5 separate regions of the Sus scrofa genome follow, and all the other regions are linked to region 5. A link is a contact called in public HiChIP or PLAC-seq data. All regions are on one chromosome and are shown on one strand. The core of a region is the stretch at or near the end of the contact, and the rest is flanking DNA. Distances in the headings are between cores, read along the strand shown. Region 1 overlaps FOXP1 (forkhead box protein P1). Region 2 overlaps FOXP1 (forkhead box protein P1). Region 3 overlaps FOXP1 (forkhead box protein P1). Region 4 overlaps FOXP1 (forkhead box protein P1). Region 5 overlaps FOXP1 (forkhead box protein P1).

The links. HiChIP or PLAC-seq counts read pairs in DNA pulled down with a chosen protein or histone mark.
Region 1: an H3K27ac HiChIP or PLAC-seq map of skeletal muscle shows a contact between it and region 5, with 3 times the contacts expected there. The contact joins two enhancer-like sites. A contact is called at or near these places in 1 of 47 Hi-C or Micro-C datasets (embryonic fibroblasts) and 2 of 2 datasets of contacts at active chromatin or transcription factors (alveolar macrophages and skeletal muscle).
Region 2: a contact with region 5 is called in an H3K27ac HiChIP or PLAC-seq map of alveolar macrophages. The contact joins two enhancer-like sites. A contact is called at or near these places in 2 of 2 datasets of contacts at active chromatin or transcription factors (alveolar macrophages and skeletal muscle).
Region 3: a contact with region 5 is called in an H3K27ac HiChIP or PLAC-seq map of skeletal muscle, with 3 times the contacts expected there. The contact joins two enhancer-like sites. A contact is called at or near these places in 1 of 47 Hi-C or Micro-C datasets (embryonic fibroblasts) and 2 of 2 datasets of contacts at active chromatin or transcription factors (alveolar macrophages and skeletal muscle).
Region 4: a contact with region 5 is called in an H3K27ac HiChIP or PLAC-seq map of alveolar macrophages. The contact joins two enhancer-like sites. A contact is called at or near these places in 2 of 47 Hi-C or Micro-C datasets (embryonic fibroblasts and skeletal muscle) and 2 of 2 datasets of contacts at active chromatin or transcription factors (alveolar macrophages and skeletal muscle).

What each region holds. Positions count from the first base shown.
Region 1 is chr13:52,881,391-52,884,090 of Sscrofa11.1, forward strand. All of the region lies in intron 2 of FOXP1 (forkhead box protein P1), which reads right to left. Among named protein-coding and RNA genes, the nearest start is that of FOXP1, 92 kb to the right of the region's middle. Within about 2 kb of position 1,436, at least 3 of the 83 cell types and tissues checked have an H3K27ac peak or open chromatin away from gene starts, as enhancers often do. A contact at or near this core is called in skeletal muscle, where this site is marked.
Region 2 is chr13:52,828,205-52,830,904 of Sscrofa11.1, forward strand. All of the region lies in intron 3 of FOXP1 (forkhead box protein P1), which reads right to left. Among named protein-coding and RNA genes, the nearest start is that of FOXP1, 140 kb to the right of the region's middle. Within about 2 kb of position 1,282, at least 19 of the 83 cell types and tissues checked have an H3K27ac peak or open chromatin away from gene starts, as enhancers often do. A contact at or near this core is called in alveolar macrophages, where this site is marked.
Region 3 is chr13:52,928,224-52,930,923 of Sscrofa11.1, forward strand. All of the region lies in intron 2 of FOXP1 (forkhead box protein P1), which reads right to left. Among named protein-coding and RNA genes, the nearest start is that of FOXP1, 45 kb to the right of the region's middle. Within about 2 kb of position 1,393, at least 35 of the 83 cell types and tissues checked have an H3K27ac peak or open chromatin away from gene starts, as enhancers often do. A contact at or near this core is called in skeletal muscle, where this site is marked.
Region 4 is chr13:52,776,752-52,779,451 of Sscrofa11.1, forward strand. The region is part of intron 3 of FOXP1 (forkhead box protein P1); the gene reads right to left. Among named protein-coding and RNA genes, the nearest start is that of FOXP1, 200 kb to the right of the region's middle. Within about 2 kb of position 1,315, at least 31 of the 83 cell types and tissues checked have an H3K27ac peak or open chromatin away from gene starts, as enhancers often do. A contact at or near this core is called in alveolar macrophages and skeletal muscle, where this site is marked.
Region 5 is chr13:52,455,873-52,458,572 of Sscrofa11.1, forward strand. All of the region lies in intron 7 of FOXP1 (forkhead box protein P1), which reads right to left. Among named protein-coding and RNA genes, the nearest start is that of FOXP1, 520 kb to the right of the region's middle. Within about 2 kb of position 1,324, at least 67 of the 83 cell types and tissues checked have an H3K27ac peak or open chromatin away from gene starts, as enhancers often do. A contact at or near this core is called in alveolar macrophages and skeletal muscle, where this site is marked.

The sequences.
Region 1 (2,700 bases), core at 186-2,685, 430 kb after region 5:
ATACACATCTATATGTACATACATAATACCATAAAATCAAGCTCTAGAACTCTAACCAAAACTCTGACCTCTAAAATTGAAAAACATAGCAACTGAAATTTAAAAGAAAAAAAAACAAAAACAGAAGACAGTATCCAAATAAATATCCAGAACACAACCCAGAGGCAAAAACTGTCTACCTAGATTGGTATGCCCAGAAAAATTACCTTTCAAAAATGACAGTGAAATAAAGACCTTTTCAGACAAACAGAAATTTATCACCTTTCGGAAGTTACCTTGTGGTGCAGCAAGTTAAGATCTGGCATTGCTGCAACAGTGGTATAGGCTGCAGCTGCAGCTGGGTTCAATCCCTGGCCCTGGGGGAACTTCCATAGGCCAGGCCATGGGCAGAGCCAAAAAAAAATTTTATCACTCTTCTCCAAGGATATTCAGAAAAGATGCATTTGGGGCCCAAAGAAAAAGATTTCATGAAGAAGGTCCCCTGATTTAAGAAGAAAGGGGGGCCAAAGTAATGGAGAACTTGTGAGTAAATGAAAAGTAAATGCCTTAAAATGACATGCAGGTCTCAAAAAAAAGTTGGATAACACTGTCACTTGCTCCCCACCCAGGCCCACTTGTTCACACTGGCTCTCTGTCACCAAGGCTGACTGCAAACCTGCTCTGCAATGAAGGTACCGGGTTGAAATGCAGATTCCTGCCCCCAGAGTCCAGAGATTCTCAGTCTGGTCCCCGGAATCTGCATTTCTACCAGATACCCCAAGGATCGCTGATGAAGATGCATCCTTGCCTCTGAAGAGGCTGCACCACTTCAGGCCAGGAATCCAGGGAGCCCCAGGGGCTCAGCCTGGGAGGTCATGGCTGAAGGTCCAGCTGGCCTTTGTTCTCTTCCACTTCACTAGAGCCCCAGAGAGCACCTGGGCCCAGGGGGTCAGCAGCAACTCTGCCTTAACCCTGCCAGTAAGGAGCTGCAATAAATTAAAAGCCCATTAAGATATTTTAGAGAAAAGCCTAGAAGTGCTGAACCATTAATTGTGCCATATTCAATCTGCTTTTCTGGAGATTTGAAAAGCCAGATTACCATCTTGGGGGTCATTAGAAAGAATGAAGCTTTCTCCGTTTTCAATTTACATATTTAAAAATGCATAGATCCTTCCAGTGGCTACTACACAGGGCTTTCCAAGACCAGAGGCCACTTTGTGGTCTAACCATGGAGACAGAAGCCCGGGGGGTCATGGGACCAATAAGAAACCAAAGCTCAGGGACCATGGTTGCAAAACAACTCCAGGAAAACAGGTAGAGGCAGCCACAAAACAACAGTGATGTTTTTTTGTTTTGTTCTCCCCTGTTTATTTTTCCCTGAAGCAATCCTTGCTCGGTACAAAAGTCTGCAGGGAGCTGGAAAGAGCAGCTGTGGTTCCCTGAGGCCAAGACCTAGCAATCAAGTTGTTTACCAAACACTGCCAGGCACCGGGAAAACAACAACAGCACAGGCAGTATTTGCATCTGTTTTTCAAAAACAACCTCCAAAGTCTGAGGCCTGTCGGGTACTTCCCTGCATGGTTGAGAGGAGCACTTGGAAATTAAAGGCATGAACTGCCTTGGGGATAAGCCCCCATGGCCTACATGTAATCCATTATTCCATTTCTTTTGAAGAGTGCCTAGTCTAAAAATAAAAAGGATTGGCAGTCTGCAGAGCTGCCAAGCAGCGGACTGATACAGACAACATGCTCATCACTGGCAGTTCCAAGCAAGACAACAGTGGCCATCTTTGCAAAGTGACATACTTTGCTGACCATCCAATGCCTCAAGACAGCCAGCAGTGGTTCTCAATTTTGACCAAGCACCAGATTCTCCTCTGGGAGGGCTAATAAAATACAGATTCCTGGGCCCCTCTCTCCCTCTGAATGTCTAATTCGGTAGGTTCAGGGTGGGGCCAGAAAATCTTCAGCAAGTCCTCACGTGATGCTGGTGCTACTGGCCCAGGCACCACGTTTTGGAAAGCACTGCTCCCTAGCCACCCTAAAGATCTGGGAAGTCCGTTCCCACCCACACCTGTCCCAGGGATCATCTGAGCGAGTATGGCAGGGTCATACCCAAAGGAGTTCACAGAACAAAATGCACTGCACGGTTTTCCACGTGCTCCTCCAGATGCTCCATCTGCCGTATTGCCTCAACCTCCCACCTTGCCGTGTCCTGGGAGGGAGCCCTGTGGGGATGCATCAATGGGTACCCTTGTCCTCTAACTTCCAGCTGGCACAGCAACTGGAGGTCTCATCTCAGAAGGACAGAGAAGATGGGGCATTTAGCAACCAGGCTCTCTCCCCACCCAGGCACTGGAAGTTGACTCCGAAAGATCACAGCTCCTGCCAGGCAGCCCTTCCCATGCAGCTGTTCTCCCCCAGCTTTCCCGATGAGCCCTCCCCATGTTCTCTCAGACCCACAAGAGGTACAAGCCACCTATTTCCTGCAAGGACTCTGACACAAAACTCAAACTGAATGTCTTCTCCTCTGGCTCTCCCTAGGTTTTAGAATGCTATACCTGGAATCCTATGTACCCACATAATGTAAGTATACGTGTTCATACACACTCATATACACATGTATGTATATAAGAATATATATACAATACATATATCATTATAAATTTTTTAATGTAGCTCAATCAGATAGGCCAGGAGACCTGGGAGCCCATGGCCAAGG
Region 2 (2,700 bases), core at 32-2,531, 370 kb after region 5:
TTGGGCTTGGGTACCTGTAGCTGGAACCAGGCCTCCAAGAGATTCTGGCATACACTCAAGTCTGAAAGCTATAGTCTGAAGTGTGTGGTTCTCAAACACTAGTGGCCATTGGAACCCCAAGGAGCACTTGTTTACAACACAGATTTCCATGCCACGTGGTCCTCTCATTGTAGGTCTCTAATTGGGGCCCCAGAACCTGCATCTCTGATAAGCTCCCAGGTGATGCTGGCAGTGCTAGCCCTTCAGGACTGAAAAGACTTAAGAAGGGACCCTGGGGGAGGGAGATTTAATTTTCCATTTTAGCAAGTTCCTGTTGTGGCTCAGCGGTAACAAGCCCAACTAGTAACCAAGAGGATGCAGGTTCAATCCCTGGCCTTGCTCAGTAGGTTAAGAATCTGGCATTGCTGTGAGCTGCGGTATAGGTCACAGACAAGGCTCCGTTCCCGTGTTGCTATGGTTGTGGTGCAGGCCAGGAGCTGTAGCTCTGATTCCATCCCTAGCCTGGGAACTTCCATAGGCTGCAGGTGTGGCACCTAAAAAGCAAAAAGAAAAAGAGGAAAATTTTCCATTTTATATCCTTTGGTAATGTTTCCTCACTTTCTATTTTTACATATGAAGAATATATGTTGGTTTATGAGAAAATTCTATAACATTACAGGGTCTTATGAGGGCTTAAGAAAAATACCAAAATAAATTTTTCACTGCAATCCTGTTTCCCTTTTCCCTCTTCTCTCTCCACAGTCCACAAATAGCCAAAGGCAGGCAGCCCCCCAAACTTGGGACCCATGGTTTGGCATTCAGCTTCAAAAGAGCTTCAGCAGCCCCAGGCTGAATGGTTTATAACTCAGATACTAGCTACATAGGCACTGAAGCCCCCAAAATCATCTCAAAGTGATCTCTCTCTCTGAAACACCCAGTACAACATCCTCAATTGGCACTGGTTTCTGTTAACGAACAGAATGGCCTGAGCCAACCACAGCTTACAGCACGTGTACTCGGCCTACTTCCCTATTTTAAATGCCTAATGATTATCTCTGTGCCTGAACACATCTAGGGGAGCTGGGCCCACTGGTTGCCTGCTGCCCCATTCCAGGCCCTCCTCCAAGGTGCGCTCAGCAAACCCTCCAAGTACAGACAGGTTACCCAGTGTTGCTCCATGTCAGAGCGGAGGCCTCAAACAATCAAGGATCTTTTTTTTTTTTTTTTGGAGAAATGATCAAACCCGGGGGTGGGGACAGAACTTCCTGCAAGAAACCGCATCCTGAACAAGCATCGCCACGACTCACTGTAAATAAATACTCCCCCCTTGCAGCACTTCCGTCAACTGTCAGGGCCCTGGCTCCAATCGCCTTTCAAGTCCAAACAGGAAAGGGGAAAGAAGAGAGAGAGATGGCAGATAGGAGGTTTAATTTGCTTCTCGCTGCAGTTTTCATTGGTGGGGCGCTTCCAATTCAGCAGGGCTGCCAGCTGCCTGGAATTGCTCCTGGACCCCACTTTTTCCTGTTAACCTTCATAATTGTATTAATACGGGCCAGCCCACAACTGGCCTCCCCAGGGCTGAGGAGTGGGTCTCCTTCTTGGGGATTAGATAAGCAGCCAAAATCACAGAGGCCTGCTAGAGACAGAAAGGCAAGACACATTCACCAGGGATGTTCCAAACAGCCTCCCCCCACCCCCCCCATCCCCCGCTGTAACTCAGCTCCAGGGGTGGGGGTGGCGGAGATGGCATGGGGACTGCAGGGTGGAGAGGTCAAGAAGGAAACAAGTCGGTGACCTCAATTTTCTGGAAAACGAATGTGAAGGATATCCCTTTCAAAATGCATCGTGTGGCTGGGGAGGAAGCGGGGGGCAATGTGTGAAAGGCGATCATTCATCCATTAACTGCAGTGGTGACTACATCTTGAGCACAGACCATGCGGCAGGCACTCAAGGGCTTTAAAAAGCCTCTTCTCCTTCGTCTTCACTAAGGCACCTGGTGAGGCAGGTACAATAACCCCATCTCCATTTCACAGAAGAGGAAACCAAATTTGGGAAGAGTTAGACACGCGCTGGCTCACAAGTAAGTGGTAAAAGCAAGACTCAAACACAGGTCTGTCAGAATCAAGGCTGCCATGGACAGCCAGAAAGGGTGTCCACTGCCCAACTCCCCCACACCCCCAGCAATGGACATGGCAGCCCCAGTGTCTTGCTTGTAGGCGGAACACGGCTGATACAGAAGGCATCTTTCCCATGTAACAGACTGCCTCCTGAAGTTCTGAAAATAAAAATGAACGCCATCCAGAGAGCTTCTCAAGAGGTTCTAGGAACTCTGAGTTTGCTTGAACTCCATGGTATTCAAAAGACAAAGTCAGTGCACCCTTTTAGAAGGGCCCTTCTTTGTCACACTCCCTGTGGTTCGAATGTCTCATCTGCATCTGGGTCACGGGACCAGGCCGCAAGCCTGCTAGCACATAGTATTAAAAACCCTAGCACCGGGTACATCAGAGGTACTTGATCAATATCTATTGAAATGAACTGCCTGAGGGGTGGGTGGGTGGATGGATGAACGGATGGATGGATGGGTGGAAGGAAGGAAGGGTGGATGGATGGATGAGTAGATGGGTGGGTGGATGGATGGTTATCACAGGAACAGAAGCAGGGGACAGCTCTTGCCCTTCTCTGAGAAGCCTGGGCCCTCTAGGGAAATGGGGGCTGGGGAGA
Region 3 (2,700 bases), core at 143-2,642, 470 kb after region 5:
TCTGGCTCTTCAGAACAAAGTCTAGAAACTTGAAATGTGAGGAGAGAAGCATGCTCCTCGAGCTGCACAACAGATACAGCAAAATGTCACAGAAACAAATCTTTCAAGAGAATCAGAGATGCTGGAATGCGTAATTAACTAACATTTACTCTGAGGGCATAAAAAAAAAAAAAAAAAAAAGACCTGGGTACTAAATGCAATGCTGTCTCTATTACAAGGGGATGAAAGTTGAGAACAGACCAAGGTATTAGAAAATCCATACTGTGGGGATGCTATTCTTACTGTGGCCAAATGACTCCTTAAAAAAAGAAAAAAAAAAAAAAAGAAAGAAAAAAAAAAACAAGAAAGAAAGGAAGAAAGAAAAAGAAAAAAAAAGAAAAAGAAAAAACCCACCAAGCGCCTCTATGTATTTATTAACACAGTCTCGCCAAGTTTTCAGAACTCAAAAGTCAACACTCGAGGCTTGACTCGTGTCAAACTATTCCTTCGCCACATGGCACAGGGCCATGGAAGACGGATTTTCAATATGAAACAAACCAGAAGGTCCAATACAAACATGGGCTTTCCAATATATAAAATTTAAGAAAAGCCAGGGTCTGTGCAGAAAACATTAAACTGGTTTATATATCAAAATCATGAGGTTTAAGCAGAAACGCAGCATTAAAATAATTTACAAAATGGCTCAACGATGAACATTTTCCTCCATGAAAAAACAACACCCTTAATGTTTTTCATATGGCACATAAATTTTACAATACCTGCAGGAATATTTTCATTGGTTACACCAACACTATAGGTCTTTTTAGCTCTTAACCATATTACGATTCTTGCCTTTTTATAGCATTTTTGTTGTTGTTTGCACCCCATGTAATAAGCTTTTGAGAACAAGACGCAAACCACAATAAAAAAGGGAAAAAAAAAAAAGGACTACCCTTTGTGACTGCAACTTTCACAAGAGGTTGGGGGTGGGGCAGGAGAGGGCTTCCAACCTACTTTTTATAGCTGCTATCTTGTTGCAATTAGTGTAAAATAATTGTCTGCGCAGGCCCAAGAAGAGGCTAAGTTGAGGCACTTGAATGCATTCCCAAAAATGATTTCCCTGCCTCTCCCTTCAGCCTGCTGCAACAGATGTTGGCTGTTAAGCTGCGCAGACGACACAGTTCATGACTCTTCTAAGACGGCTGTGTGCCACATCTGCAGTTGATGAAATGGAGAGCAGAAGTGTGGCAGACACACAGAGGCGAGTGTGAGCGAGGCAGGCAGGCGCAGGCTGGGCCCGGGGAACTGTCTTGAAGGCTGGCCTAAAAATAGACACACGCTCACACTCCTCCACCCTCTGCATCCAACCTCATAAAACCGGGCCTGCCTGTCCTATTATGGAGTCAGCCTATGGCAGACGCTTCCTGCATCCAACTCGGGCTGCGGATACCGAGAGAGCGTCACGGCGGGAGTGGAGGGAAGCAGGCTGTGCAGCATCCTCAAACTGCAGCTTCGCTCTCCGAGCCTCGGTAGGACTGGGCTGCGGTCCAAGTTCAGCTGGGCCCCCAGAGAAAGGCAATGCTTGTGTTTAGCCCGCACAATACTGACATAACATTAACAGATTTACATATGCAAAACTGTGAAGCAACAGGCATTCCCCCTCAATTGACCCACAGCTTGTAGTGTCTGCCGAGTTATTCCCCGCTTCGGCTCTGTAACCAAGTGGGCGGCATGCGAATACCATCTGGGTACCACTTATTGAAAACTGGCAGTCGTTCTGTAATAGGCAAGCTGGCAATAAGAGGGAAGGGAATAAATTGCATCATTTAGTTAACATCCACTTGCTTTGCGGCTGTTAAAAACCCATGACTGAATAATAATTTGGTTATTTCTTTTGCCAGAAACTGCCGTCAGCCAAATCATACTACGCACGCTGCAGAAATCAACTTGCAAAATTTCCACTTGAAAAAGGATTGAGGAGGATCAGGGCGCAATGGGCACCAAGCTCTGTTTGTGAACAGTAGTGACTGTGGCGACTGTGGCTGTGGGACCTCCGTGTCCTCACTAGCCCGTGGTCGATGGTGCCGAGCCCTTGTCAGCCACCCGGCCACACTGGGCCCCAGCATCAGGCTGTGATGTGCAATAATGGCCCTGAGAGGCGCCGACCGAAGGGTGTGTGTGTGACAACTTATCTACATGGCTCTCTGCTGGCCATGATGCAGATGTGGCCAGGTAAGCCTGGTGTGGAACTGACATCTCCTAGTCTCTGCCTCAAAACAAAGTGGGTTCAGTGAACAGGCTCACAGGAAACCCGAGCACTACCTGCCTGAGTCCCCTAATTCGATGCTTAGAGCAATCAGGCGGCATTGTTCCTTTGTGGTTTGCTCAACTGCTTCCAATCTGACTAATAAAGTGCCAGAAACCTTAGACCACCACAAATAGGTAGAAGTGATCTTCAGGGAAATCCATGTGTCTGAAGTGGATCTCTTTTGAATATTTTTGTAAAGATATGAAATTATCACCTTATTTCCTCTATACTGAGTGTGCGTACAGATGTATAGACATGCATATACATATACATACTATTTTTCTTTTTATGTCTTTTAGGAAAATCAAGGCTAACATATGCCAAAGAGACCAATGCTATGGCAATCTTTTAAAGTTATGTTTCAAAAATGTGTATCTTTTCATTATTTATACCTTTATTAATTTCTATGACAT
Region 4 (2,700 bases), core at 65-2,564, 320 kb after region 5:
TGGCAGTTACAACAAATTAACAACATATAATAAAAATGCCATAAACACGTGGCATACATAATAAATCTAATCAAGTCTACAAGGCGGGCAGATAAAAATGATTAACTGCCACTATCCTTGAAAAGAAAAGAAAAATTTTGTCCCCTGTTATTCATCACAGCTAATGTTCTGACCCTAAATCTAACATGCAGATCGAACCATCTTTAGAGCAACACACTGTACCAAGGAGAACAGCCTTTTCACTTCCTATTTTATTTTCTGAGAAATCAGGAAAACAAACATGTTAGAGCCACTTTTTAATTAAAGCTGTGGCTTTTGGGGATGTTGATAAAACTTCTCAGAATCTTTGCCTCTATCAACAGAAGAAAAAAAAAAAAAAAACAAAACAAAACACAAAAAACCAACAGCAAAACCCACCAGTCTCAGAACTACTACCTGTCTGGAGGTAACATGCAGTCACTTTTTTAATTGGTTGCCTGCATTTGATTCCTGATTCTGATATGTTACCAATTTAGCAAGGCCTCCAGCCAATGAGGAATCTATATGCTAAATCTGTAAGGTGTGGACGTAAACATCTCCAAAAGGGAATGTGCGAAAACTGAAGCTCGCCTCAAAGGGAGAGTCTGTGGCATAAAAAAGACGTGGGTCACTTCCACAAGAGGCGTGCAGGTCTTCCTGCACCAAGACTATCACCTTGGCAGGGAGCAGGTCTGAGTCTGCTTTGCTCTCAGAGTTAAGATTCTCCAGAGAAAACCACTGTGACAAGAAGCGTTGCCTCAAGTGGGGATTAAACACGCTGACATATAAAAAAATAAAAAATAAGATTTGGGGGGAAAAAAAGCTGAAGAGGTTCAAATGAACAAAATCCTACTTGTTCCTCAAAAGAAAAACAAAGAGCTTTCAGAAACATCTCCTCTGAGAGATGTAATAGAATATGAGTAAATTATAACAATTAAAAACCATTAAAGATAGAATAATTGAGAATACCTGTTTGGGTAACAATGACTTTCTTGAATTCCTCATAACAGAGGGTCTATTTTTAATCACTCTTTTTGCAAAACCTTGCATAATTTAACAATAATTATGGATTTTTAATTTTTCTACATCCACAAGAACGTAAAGTGAAAACCATAAATTATATACTAACTCCAGCTGTTAAATGTTGGCATTTTGTCTTTAAAAAAAAAAAAAGTTCAAAAAAATCTGTTTCCTTAAACCAAGGAAATGTGGGAAAAGGCCATCCTGCCAGTGGAAACCTTCAGCAGCAGAAAGCTCACGCTGCGGTTTCTTGCCGAGGCAGCAAACTCCACTGAAAGAGAAGTTGCTGCCAACTCAAATACTGTTTGCTTTCACACCCAAGAACAAACTGTGTGCACGGCGAAGGCATCCGAAGGGCTGGGAGCAGCTGGAGAGGACTGGAGAAAGGTAACAGTGGTGTCAGAGCTACTGTAAACTGGTTCTCGCTTTTCTATCAGCAAGTCAGCATCCCAGAAAACAGCGCGTCCAGCAGCCCGACTTCAGTACCTGCTGTATGTAATTCAAAACCTGCTTTTTCCAAGTCAACAAGCCAAGGGACTTTTCGGAAAGGGAAGGTGGAGGGGGGGAAGATCACTCAGACAAATGAAACACAGGCTCCTTCCGTGTGATTCCAAGGGTCGGTGAGACGCAGGTTTCAACAGAGCAATGAGAAATTTCCCTCTCTCGGTGCAACATGTAAGCCACTTGCTCTGTAAGCAGGAAATGCAAAGGAAGTGTTTACTGCAACCTTGTAAACCAAAGGCAGAAAGCTCTGCCAAAGCAAACATCATGATGGCAAGGGCTTTGCTGCCCCAAAGGCCCTTCAAGTTCCCTTTCTGCCCCCACGGATGGGTGTCGCTAAGGATGTGGCAGGCGGGGGTGAGGAATTCTATAGGAAGAGAAACAGCCCAAGTCTCCAAAAAGCAAAGGTTTGTACCACGAGGACTTTCTATTCTGGTTTCAAATAAACGAAGGCCAGCTAATTGTTGGGATGGCACTATTTGAGACCCAAAGTAAAAATGGTCAAATAAGAAAATCTGTTTCTTCCCTTTGCTCATACAGCTTTGAAGTAATGTTTAAAATGATCACACAGTCGGTTAAAATGGTCAATTTCATGTTATGCATATTTTACTACAAAAAAAAAGAAATTTACCCTGCAGCGCCATGGAGGTGGGAAGAAAAGTCTTCCATCTGAGACAAACTATATGTTATGAAATTCTGCCTCCCCGTGCCTGGCATGCTCACTTCCAGAATCAAACACAGTTCATCATTTTAAGGAAGAATCTTTTTCAAAGTGGAAAATGATATGGTTTCTTCAAAAACCCCTACTTTCTCCAAGCCCCCCTCCTTCCTCCAAAACTGTGACTTAAAAAAAAAAAAAAAAAAAAAAAAAACAGCTCACAAAAATGTCATGAGCTCAAAACATGTATATAAAGGAAATGGTGAATCTGCATGAATGGAAGATCTAAATATTCCCCACCTAAAAAAATATAAAGTTTACCCAGGGCAAAAAATATCACATATTTCCAATTCCAGATTGGACCTAGTAAAGTTTCAATATTAAGAGTCAACTTTATTGACTGACTTCCTCTAGTTTAAAATTAGAAACCTTTTTCTTACTGTCCTAACCACCCACACCTACTGCCCCCGCCACAAAAAGTCTGATGGTTTAGACACAGGTTG
Region 5 (2,700 bases), core at 74-2,573:
GATTAGTCATTGATAGTATGATTCACATTTCCTGTTATCAGGCTTAATTTTTCCCCCAAATGTGTCACTTTCAAAATGTTGGAATCTATGGAAATTAGGTGATTTGCATTTTTAAATTGGCTTGATTAGAACATTTGGTCTGTGTGGACAAGAATATAAAATTATTAGATATTTCACTCCTAACCGGCAGGCCTTGAAGGAGTTAATCCCAAAGAGGAAGAGTCTATATGTACTTTGCTCTAAAACTTTACCACCCACTTCCTAAAGATCCCCTCCTTCCCATCACGACACTTGAGGGGGGTGGTGGGGGGAGAAAGTCTGTTTCCACGACCGACCCTCTTTCAGGCAGATCTGACAGTTGAGTTAGCTACATTCAGAGCCGGTTCGGATGGGAGTACCCCGTAGCAATTCCTCAGTCGGCTTCGCGTCCTACCCAAACCCCACTCACTACTTAATTAACCAGCAAAGTACTGCAACAGAGGCTAAGGCTCCTCAACCTGCCTAAGTGTCCTTCCGCCGGTCTGGCCGTCTTGGTACGGGGCTCTATTCGTCTCCCTCCACCCTTAACTGTGTATGAACTCCTTGAATTTGAACAGCTAAGCTGAAAATAGCCTAGACAGATATAGAAACAAACTATCAGAAGCAAAGAAACATCCACCCGGGTTACGCTGAGACGGAAGGCTCCTTGTATATTTCACACGCTCTGAAAAGTGACATAAATCACACCCCAGATACGTCCCCCGAATGGAGTGATGGCGAGGGCTTTACCAAAGTGGCTGCCTGAAGGCCAGACCGGCAGAAAAAGAATCGCGAACGAGAAAAAGAGAACGAGCGAGAGCGCGAGAGCAAAACACAAGCAGGACTTCCTCCAACTCTCAACTACACCCCACCCATGAACATTTAAAAAAAGGGAGAGCGAGAGAGAAAGGGGGGTAAAATCTCTCTCTTCCAGGACCCACAGGCCTGGAGCTGCTTCTTCCCACCCCTCCACCCCCTCCCCCGCCTCCACTTCCAGAGCACAACTCCCACCCAAGTTGGTAAACAGCGATTGTTATTATTATTTTTTCCGAAAGACTCAACTTAGAAACCCTCGGGCGCTCCTGCCTTCCCCAGCGAGGCCCCAGGAAGCTGGCACCGCGGAGCCCGGGGAAGGAGAGCAGAACGGCAAAGATCAATCATGGGGACCAACCTGACACTCTCCATGTAGCCGCCAGGCGCGGGGAGCCGGCTCGGGGCGCCCGCGCGGGCCGGGCGTGGGGTCCGGCGGCCTCGGCGTGCAGGCGGACTGCACGCGCGCAGGGGCGCTCCGGCTCGCGGGCTGACAAGACGCACCGCGCCGCGCCCACCCGCCCCGCCCTGCTCCACCAATCACAACCCGCCTCTAAACACCCCGCGCCGCGCCGCGCCGCGCCCCACACAATGGGCTCCGCGGCCCGCGCCCCGCGCCCGCGCCCCCGGCCCCCTCCGCGCGGCAGGTGAAATCGCGCTCGGCGGAGACCCTGCTTTTGTTTCGGGAGCAACTCTGCTTAATTGCTGTTAACCCTTTGACCCGCCTCTGGCTGACGTCTGGGAAGCCGGGCGCGGCGCGCATCTCTCCCTCCAGCCGGGGCTGCCGGGTCGGGGCTTTTTGGTGGGGTGGCGTGTTTGTTTCCTCTTGGAAACTGACAAAGAGTTGTCCCAGCCTTTCAGAACAACCCGAGCGGCAAAGCAGGGGAACCGGCGCGCCCGGCGCACGCCCTGACTGCTTGGAGCAACTGTTTAGAATCGGAAGGGGATGCGGGGCTCAAAGACAGCACAGGAGAACTTCCTCGAAAACGGCCTTTGCGGGAGAACTTTCGCTTCACGTCCCTGGTTTAACCAAGCCTCAGCCTCTTTGATTCCCCCCGCCCCCTTTCTTTCCAAGAGTCGGCTTCGCCAGAGTGTGCTTGTGCGCGCGGAGGGAAACTAACCCGACACAGGGGTTGAAATAAATAACCACCAACGTGCCTCGTCGCTGAACCAAGCTACTTCCCCTCTAGAACGACAGCTGCTGAAGAAAGCATCTGCCACTCGTTCGCTAAGAAATAATTCTCTAAATTCCTTTCTTATTTATACAACAACAGCAACAACACAGGCTACTCTCACTGAGCACTTTAAGATGACCTCTATCAGAAATAGTTACTGCTCTTTAATGCTATTTAAAACAGAGTACAGTGTGGAAAAAAAAAGTCACCAATATGCTAAACTTTGTTGGCTCAACTGGCATGATTTAAGTGCCAGGTTAATTTCATCATTTTCGGCAGTTCTAGAAATCACCTCTCTAATCTACCATCAATTTACAGAAAAACTTTTTTGGCCCATCCTTAAAAACAACAACAAAACTCTAACATTTTTACATTTTTCCTCAAAATATATGAGGAAAAGGAGTAGTGGTGACATCAGTGATTACCTAGTTTCCCTCAATTAAAAAAAAAAAAAAAAGCAACAGATTCTAACCCGGTCATTTCAGGAGTTTTACTGGAAAGTATTTTTCCATTTGAGCTGTTAATGCAGGTTACTACAAACCAGAAAGCATATTGATAATATTTCCAATCAAGCAAAGGCCTGAATTTCAATCAGGTCAGCAGCGGAACAGGCAATTTCCACCCCCCACCCCCCCCAGTAATCTGGCAGCAAAGGAGACAAAAGCGCCAGTTGACTGTCAACTTATGATCAGATGGT